Linked DNA regions of Sus scrofa: all the other regions are linked to region 2. Evidence: chromatin contacts called from public HiChIP or PLAC-seq data. All regions are on one chromosome and are shown on one strand. Each heading gives the region's core, a stretch centred on a gene start, on an enhancer-like site or on the middle of the called end of the contact. The rest is flanking DNA. Distances are from core to core; before and after follow the strand shown. Region 1 overlaps BRD4 (bromodomain containing 4). Region 2 holds the start of AKAP8L (A-kinase anchor protein 8-like). Region 3 holds the start of NOTCH3 (neurogenic locus notch homolog protein 3).

What was found. HiChIP or PLAC-seq counts read pairs in DNA pulled down with a chosen protein or histone mark.
Region 1: a contact with region 2 is called in an H3K27ac HiChIP or PLAC-seq map of alveolar macrophages. The contact joins the enhancer-like site here to the promoter of AKAP8L in region 2. A contact is called at or near these places in 1 of 5 promoter capture datasets (fetal liver), 3 of 47 Hi-C or Micro-C datasets (embryonic fibroblasts, heart right ventricle and skeletal muscle) and 2 of 2 datasets of contacts at active chromatin or transcription factors (alveolar macrophages and skeletal muscle).
Region 3: an H3K27ac HiChIP or PLAC-seq map of skeletal muscle shows a contact between it and region 2. The contact joins the promoter of NOTCH3 here to the promoter of AKAP8L in region 2. A contact is called at or near these places in 4 of 47 Hi-C or Micro-C datasets (embryonic fibroblasts, epiblast stem cells, heart right ventricle and 1 more) and 2 of 2 datasets of contacts at active chromatin or transcription factors (alveolar macrophages and skeletal muscle).

Annotation. Positions count from the first base shown.
Region 1 is chr2:62,316,236-62,319,181 of Sscrofa11.1, reverse strand. It overlaps BRD4 (bromodomain containing 4), which reads right to left. Exons shown (of 19, transcript NM_001204772.1): 4 at 2,814-2,946; 5 at 1,781-2,143; 6 at 831-959. Among named protein-coding and RNA genes, the nearest start is that of BRD4, 9.9 kb to the right of the region's middle. Within about 2 kb of position 1,656, at least 8 of the 83 cell types and tissues checked have an H3K27ac peak or open chromatin away from gene starts, as enhancers often do. A contact at or near this core is called in alveolar macrophages and skeletal muscle, where this site is marked.
Region 2 is chr2:62,183,410-62,186,301 of Sscrofa11.1, reverse strand. It overlaps AKAP8L (A-kinase anchor protein 8-like), which reads right to left and starts at 1,567. Exons shown (of 24, transcript XM_005652898.3): 1 at 1,413-1,567. The coding sequence starts at 1,425.
Region 3 is chr2:62,363,118-62,365,920 of Sscrofa11.1, reverse strand. It overlaps NOTCH3 (neurogenic locus notch homolog protein 3), which reads right to left and starts at 1,414. Exons shown (of 33, transcript XM_021083631.1): 1 at 1,199-1,414. The coding sequence starts at 1,316.

The DNA.
Region 1 (2,946 bases), core at 407-2,906, 130 kb before region 2:
CTATGATCCCAAAAGCAAAAGTGCAAGCGAGGGCCTTGGGAAGAAGAGGCTGGGAATTTTTAATATGTGTAGTTTAAAAGAATTAAAAAAACAAAAACAAAAACCCAGACTTTAACAGTACTAAATACTGAACTTATTCTCCATAATTTTTAATTCCTGAATTCTGTTGAAATTTGGGTATATATTTATCCCATTTTTTGAATAAAGAGAAATGGAATTAGTTCACACTGCCCCCTCCCTTCCACCCATGTGTGCACTCTACAGTGTTTATCACCCAGAATCAACTCCTAGGGGCCATAAATCCCACTCATCAGGGCATCATGGCCACACGGAACATCTAGAAGCAGCCATCCTGTAGTTAAAAGGCAACAAAGGCTTTCAAGGCTCTGGTGAAGAAAGCCCACAGTTGAACATTATTTCAGCTCACAACTATGACAGTGTCTACCTGGCAAGAGTGTCCCTCGTCGACTTGAAACAGGTCTGTTTTGGAGAAGAGGTTGGGCCATGTAGCATGTGTACTCTTCTGGCCAAGGGCACCCGAATACAGGTGGGGTTGTGGGGTGGGACTTTCAGTGGGACACCCCAAACCCCTAATGTCCAAGAACAAAACCAATCACCCTGCTTTAATCATAATGAAATAATCCCAATGTAAAATGTACATTTTTCTGACTTTAGTTCACTCTTTCAAAGCAACATGGCATAATACCAAAGAAAGTATAAAATAAAAATAAATAAATAAAATTTCCAAAGCCCACAGAGGCCTGGCCCACCCAGGACCCCAGCCTGCTCTGCTGCAGGATGCCACACCTGGAGCTTCCCCAGAGCCTCACCTGGAGCTTGCGGGCCATGGCCACCACCTCATGGTCAGGAGGGTTGTACTTGTAGCAGTTGGAGAACATCAATCGGACATCGGCACCAAATTCCTGAGCATCGCGGTACTCACGGGCCTCCAGTTTAGACTGGAAAAACAGGACAAGTCCTGGTTAACCATGGCTGCCCCTGCTCCAATGGGGAGGGGCAGCAAGGAGGGCTGCCTGTAGGAAAAAGGTGGCTTCTCAAAAGCTCTGGGTTTAACCCGACCCTAGTAGGAAAAGGTTATCACTGCAGTGCTAGCATGAGGTAGACAAAGAAACACTCAACAGTAAATCTCAGGGCTAGGAATTGTTCTGCTAGTATCCAAACCTACTCACCACGCCTGGCTAAAAGACGAATGGACACAGAATTCACAGAAGCTTAAACCAGAATTGTAAAGGGAGTGCTAGACCCAACTCTGACCTGATGTATACTTGCCTTTGTGACATAGGACAGGACACTGGTCAAAAGGAAGACAGCAATGTTCCCTGCTCTGCCCAAGTTTGAGCAGGTTTATTCAACTCGGAATAGGAGAAAAATGCCAAAAGGCTTAAAATAAACAAAACCGAAGAGGCCTCAAAATACATTACAATGAAAATGCCAGCACTTGCCCCTTCCATGACACAGAACCTGGCAAAGTCACCACTCCCTAAACTCTCCTGGAGCATCTACCACATGAAGGCCTCTATGGGCACTTGGCCTCAAGGCCACAAAGGGTTTGTCTTCAGCAGAGGGGTCAGCACTGCTGTGACTAAAATGGCCAGAGGATCTCAGATATCCCCCACAATCCCCAGCAGGGGGCGCTAGGCTTCTTTGGGCTGGTAAGAAGAGTTTTGTCAGCTACTCCTCTTGGAGAAGCCTCCTCCTAGACAGGCCTTCCTTGTCCCATGGAGCCCATTCCCCACCTCCTGGGGGTACATCCACTCACCTTTATAGTGCTCATGTCCATGGGGTGCTTGATGATGTCACAGTAGTCATGTAGGCCCAGCGCCTCCACGTCCACGGGCTTGTAGAATGGCCAGGCGTAAGCCGCATGCTTCTTGGCAAACATTTCCTTGAGGATGCCACTACAGCACTTAAGCTGCTCTGAGACCTTGCTGCTCTTATCTGGCGCTGGGTGCTGCTGCGAGTCGGGCACATCCTTCTTCGGAGGCTTAACAGGCCGGCTGCTCTCCCGCCGGGGGCCCAGCTTGGTGGTCTTGGGCTCCGGGGGCAGTGAGGGAGGCTCGTGAATGGGGTCGATGGTGGTGGGGGTGGTGGTGTCTGCTTTCCTCTTAACCCCCTTCTTTGTCTGCCGAGAGCACAGGCGTGATAGGCACGGTCAGAAGCGGCAGCCGGCACAGCGGGCCCTCAGGGTCACTCCTGAAGCCAGGTCCTTTCTAGGGTCTCAACACTCACAGGGAACAGGGCCCAAAGGTAATTCCACAGGTGAAGGATTGAAGACAGAGAGACCCTGTCCCACCACTCTGTTCTGCAGCTGGGACAGGACCCTGCCAGTGGCAGGAAAAAGCACACAACTGAGTGTGGGATCTGCTTATTGGAGACCATAGAGTCCTCCTAAAGCAGTTTCCTATAGATCAGGGAACTCTCCTAGAGCCAACCCTTGTCACTCTGGCCACCCATGGGAGGTATATCTCGGAACATGTTTAGACAGCATCTGCAAACATGTGGTCTAAATTAGAAATGGGGGAAGCATAGCAACTCCCTGGGAGGTTTGACTCAATTAGGGGATCTTTCTGTATCAGCAGGGTAGTAGCTTCTGGGCTATGCTCATTTAAACACAGCATGATTCAACCCCCAACCCCGCAACACCCACAAGTGCCCCAAGAACCAGAAGGACAGGTGACTGTTTACTGTAAGTCTCAATGAAATGGAGAGGAAGGAGGAAGGGGTCATTTAGCTGAGGCGGCAGGAGCCAGCCAGTGGCCAGGCTGAGCTAGACACATGCAGAGAATGCTCACCTTCACAGGTTGTGGGGTGGCCGCAATGATGGGTGGGTGGCTCTGCACGGGCTGGGGGGCTGGAGCGGGTGGGGGTGGTGGTTGAGGGGGCACCGGCGGGGGTGTCTGCAGTGGCTGGGGAGGTACCACTGTC
Region 2 (2,892 bases), core at 318-2,817:
AACCATGAGGTTGCGGGTTCGGTCCCTGGCCTTGCTCAGTGGGTTAAGGATCTGGATCTGGCATTGCTGTGAGCTTCGGGTGTGGGTCGCAGACGCCGCTCGGATCCCGAGTTGCTGTGGCTCTGGCGTAGGCCAGAGGCTACACCTCCTATTAGACCCCTAGCCTGGGAACCTCCATATGTCGGGGGAGCGGATCAAGAAAAGGCAAAAAGACAAAAAAAAAAAAAAAAGAAAGAAATTTGGTTTCTCGCCAAGCTCCTAACCTGGAAAAGGGAGGGCTGACAGTACATAAAGCAGCCTATAGAGAAGCCCCAGAGGCTCAGATTCCATTCCCAGTCCTAAACATTCCAAGTCGAATGCAGGTTACCTGGCAACCACACATGCTCAAGCCTGTAATAACCCCATTACCAAGGAAGCTTCTGGCTGAGAAGCCTCATCAGTTATTTCCAAGGCAAACCCAAGCATCTTCTGAGTTCACCCAGGGATGATTTGCAATCACCCAAACATATCCTATGGCACCCTCTCTAATTTCATCATCCACCCTCCCCTTTGCTCAAATCCCACTGATTTCCCTGACTGATCTTTTAACAAGCCAGGCAGTTCCTAACACTGGGTCTTTATGCTGAGGGCCCCCTGGGCCAGATACCTTAACTCACTCATTTCATTCGGGTCTCTGCTAAAATGTCACCTCTTCAGAGCTCTCCAACCACCCTATGTAACACATCAACCGTCTCAGAGTACTGAACACCCCAGAATATATACTATGTTTGCCGATTATGGCCTGCTCTCCTCTATAAAATACTTGAGGAATTCTTGTCACTATTCCAGAGTGTATTCGGCACCTGAGAGATGAATTTGACAGATACTGAATGAGTCAACACGGAAGCGTGCCATTCCTCACAAAGCTCCGGCTCGGCCCCTAAGGACCCAAGGTTCCCCACTCAGCCCAAACCCTTCAAATATTTATTTATTCATCTCCCCGGGGCAAAGACGGCAGCTGCGGCATCCGGCAGTGGAAACTACGCAAGGGAGAAGAGTATGGTAATGGTAACGGTAATAGCAGCTGAGTCCGCAGACTGACCTGAAGGCCTGAAGTCTGAGAAGGGGCAACCTGAGACGTCGAGGGCCCAAGAGGCCTGACCAGGAACCGAGGCCGAGGACCACAGATACAGATGACAGAAGACAAGACTTAGGGAGGCCAGGAGCCGAGACCCAAAGCTGCCAGGACAGAGAACCTGAGACGCCGAGACGAGAGGGGCGCGAAACTGAGGCGACGGGCCCACGGCGCCATTTTGTGACCGCAGAAAGAGTAGTGTCCAAGCCCCGGGGGAGTCGCGGACAAGCCTGGCCCGGCCCTGGCACACCCCTGTCCCACCCCACCCGGAGCCCGACCCCTACCCTGCCAGGCTCACCTGTGTAGCTCATGGCAGCAGCTAACACTACACTTGAAGACTACAGCAGGGGGTTCCACGCGTCCAAAGCCGCGATAGCGGCGACAATCCCCCAAGCCCCTTCTACACACAGCTTAGCCCCTCCTCCCGACCGCATTGGCTCACGCCGGACCCTAGCTTCACGCTTGTTGGATGACCTTGTTGTCGATCTCGGAGAGTCCCTATGCCCGTGGCTGAGGGCACTGTCAATCTCATGATCGCCCCGCCCTATTCCCGCCTCTCGTTATGCCGACACTACGGTTATTGGCTGAGAGAAGACGGCCGGGAGGTGGAATCCTGTAGAGTTCGAAGGGGAGGAGCTGTGCACTACGGAAAGACCTGAGGCCCAAGCGGGGCCGGGCGGGAGGTGGGCCTGTGTCCTGGAAGCCCGCCAGAGGGAGCCGGCTCAACAGCTCAGGGTGCTGCTCCAATCCCGGCTTTGCCTCGAGGCTATTATGCCAACCTAGACTATTTCTGACTTCTCTGGCCTTCATAACGAACACGGTAGAGCCATGTTGGAATGAAAACTATAACTAAGCGCCAAACAAGATACGGGGCACACGGTCAGACATATGAGATAAATGTAAATAATTCATTCCGAATTCCTGTTGTGGCTCAGCTGAAACAAACCCAACCTGGATCCATGAGGATGCAGGTTCCATCCCTGGCCTTGCTCAGTGTGATAACGATCTGGCGCTGCTGTGAGCTGTGGTGTAGGTTGCAGACGCGGGTGGGAAGTGGAGTTGCTGTGATTGTAGCTGTGGCATGGGCCACAGCTCCAATTTGACCCTTAGCTGGAGGAACCTCCATATGCCACAAGTGCGGCCCTAAAAAGCAGAAAAAAGAATTCAGTCAGAGTTCTCTTGTGGCTCTGTAGGTTAAGAATCCTGTTGTCACTGCAGAATCTCAGGTAGCTCCTGGGGCACAGTTGGACCTCCAGCCCAGGGATTTCTGCATGTGTGTGTGTTGGGGGGGGGTGCACCCAAAAAAGAAATTTTAAAAATTCAGCCCAGTGCCAGGTGTGCTGAAATGTTGCATTTGGTTATCTACCATTACATAACAAATATATTTATATAGCATGTTTATATTACATATATGCTATATATATTTGTATTATCATGTAAATGCTCCTTCTTATCTACAAGGAAACTCTTTTAAAAATCCCCACTTAAAAGATAAAATTGAGAAAAAAAAAAAAGATAAAATTGAGGCTTGGACTTCATCACTCATGATCCTTGACACAAGTGTTAAAGTGGGAACTTCCCCTCTAAACCTGTTTGTTTTGGACTTAGGAACCCCTGCAGTAGCCCAGCCAGGCTGTTCCCCAGCACCCACACTGGATGTGTGGGACCCACTTTCAGAGACATCTCATATCTTCTAGGAGATGACTTGACAGAGCTGTAGACACTGTAAACTGTACTTGTGTGTTTGTGCGAATTCAAACTGTATGACTTTTTTTTTT
Region 3 (2,803 bases), core at 165-2,664, 180 kb before region 2:
TCTGTATGTGTGATCCAGGACTGTGTGCCTGTGAGTGTGACAGGACATGTCCATGTGCCATGGCCTCGCGGGGGCGGCTGCTCCTGCCTGGTCCTGCCCCACCAGCCTGGGGCTGGGCTGGGGAGGCCTGTTTGCTCCCACAGCCCCCACGCCCCGAGTGCTGAGTCCGCAGCAGCGTCCAGGGATCCTGGGCCAGGGCCACTAGGCCAGTGTCCCTCCCCTGCCGGCCAGGCCTCCCTTGGGGGGTGCTCCTCCGCAGCCCCCGCCCGGGCCCCGCCGCTGTCCCGCTTTGTCTGGCAAAGAAAGCGCGAGGCCGGCCAGGGGGAGGGGGTGTCTAGACGGCGCGGCCATTGTCCCCGGCGAGGGAGGGGAGAGGGGGAGGGGGAGGAGCAGGGGCCCCCCGGCCGGTTGGGGAGGGGCTAGGGCTGAGGAGAAGGGCGCTGGAGCGGGAGAGGAGCACGTGGGCTCGCGCCCCCTGCCCTCCCTCTGTGTCCAAGGCGGGGACGGGGTCCCGGGGCCGCCGGGTCCCGGCGGTCAGGGGAGGGAGCTGGGCTGCGGGCGGGGGAAGGGGCGCGGACGCCGCTCTAGCTCCAGCTCCAACTCCGGCTCCGGGTCTTCCGGCGCTCCGGCCTGGGAAGTTTTCTCTGAGTTTAGAACTCCGAGAACTTCGCGCCCCCTCCCCGCCCCCCGCCCGGCCAGGCCTGCCCCAGGGAGCGGGGGGGAGCTTTTGTGCTAGGGGTCCCCGGCCTGGTGGTACTTGAGTTCCAATCATGACCTTCCCAGGACTTCAGATGGGCGTGGGTTGTGAGAGAGCCCCAGACTCTTGGTTACCCTTCACACACCCGCTAATCTTGATCCCCGCACTAGAGCTCCTAGTTCCAGACCCCTGCGTCCCTTCATTGCCAACCCAGATCTTTCCTGGGCCCCAGTTCCTCGGGTCTCTAGGGTCTTGTCTCGTCCTCACTACCAATTCTGAGTCCCTGCCCACCCGCCACCCACCCCATCCCACCCCACCCCACCCCACCCGACCCAACCCCCGGGACACAGACCCTGGGCTCCAGAGCTCCCTGCCCCTTCTCTCTGGCCCTTGGTTTCCAGGTCCCCTAGGCCCAGACTCAGGGCAGTGGAGATTGCACTCCGTTCTTACTCTTCTCCTACACACCCACCGCATCCCACCCGCCAGGTCCAGGCCCCTCACCTGCAGCCCCGGACCCCGCTAGCAGCAGCAATAGGGGCAGCGTCCGCACGGACGGCAGGGGCGGCGGTGGCGACATCGGGCGACGGCGGCGGCGGCGGCCGCGGGGCCCCAGCCCCATGGCGGCAGGCCGCGACCCTCCCTCCTCCCTCCTCCCTCCTCCCTCCTTCCCTGGACTCCGGGCGCGTCCGGGGCCAGCCTCCGCGCCGCCAACTTCGTTGAAGTGAGACTGCCAGGCCGCCCCGCCCCCAGCCCTGGGCTGCTTGCCCCGCCCCAGGGCCGGCCCTGAGCTCCCCCGCCCCCGGCACCCACCCTCCACCCACACGGCCTGGGACCCACAGACCCTCAAGGAAACTCAGGCCAGCTATGCAGTGAGGCGCGGGCCCAGACAACGAGGTGTGTGAGAGACACACCTAGCTTCCTGAACATCTCCTGCTCCCCAACGCACACTCTGAGCCTGGACACAGAACAAGGACAGACGCACAGACACCCCCCCACACCCTGAAACTGAAGCCAGGCACGTCCTGCAAGGCTCCTGAACACACAGCCAGGATGCACAATTACCGATACGTGCACAGAACTTCCTGGGGACTTAAAATCTGAAACAGGAGTTCCCGTCTTGGCGCAGCGGAAACGAATCCGACTAGGAACCATGAGGTTGTGGGTTCAATCCCTAGCCTTGCTCAGTGGGTTAAGGATCCAGCGTTGCTGTGAGCTGTAGTGTAGGTCAAAGACGTGGCTGGGATCTGGCATTGCTGTGGCTCTGGTGTAGGCTGGCATCAACAGCTCCTATTAGACCCCTAGCCTGGGAACCTCCATGTGCCGCAGGAGCGGCCCTAAAGAGACAAAAGACAAAAAAAAAAAAAAAAAAAAAATCTGAAACACTCACAAACCCTAAACTCAGGCTCAGCCAGGCCTTGAGCCATGGGTAATACTTGCAGCCTCGGACCTCAAACACATGCTGGGAGTCTCATGCATGCTTGAAAACTCCCATACCCTTTCTCTCAGCCCTCCCTAAAAAGCACCCCTTCCTCCTCACTATACGTGTGAACCCCAAACGTCCACCCCAACCCCTAACCCCACCCCATACCCTACACATACATACCCCATTAGCTTTGCCATTAAGCTAATCTTGTTCAATTTGATCAAACTGCCTTTTCCAAAAGCAGTCATGATGCAAAAGCCACTGCAGTGGGCTCTGTCCTGTAGTGAGAATGGGCACCCCTGAAAAGCCCCAAGCCCAGTTTGGGGAAGCCCTCAGTCTGGGGAAGAAAAAGCCAGATAGAGACACCCTCAGCACTGTGGGCTTAGGGCTGGGCCAGAAGTAAGGACAGAGACTGGGGAAAGCACACAGAGGGGCTGGTGAGGGCTCTGCCTGGGGTAAGGGAGTTACTTATTCATTCATTCATTTATTCAACAAGTAGGTATTAAAGCTCCAGCTCTATGTCCAGCATTGTTCCAGGGATTGGGGATACACCTTCCTCCCCTAGGGAGGGCTTCCCCAAGGAAAGTTCACTGGAGCTCAGCCCAGAACTGGAAGAAAGACATCACAGCAGAGGAAGAGTTCTGCACCCAGAGGAAGGGTCAGAGTCTAGTTGGGAAGGAGGG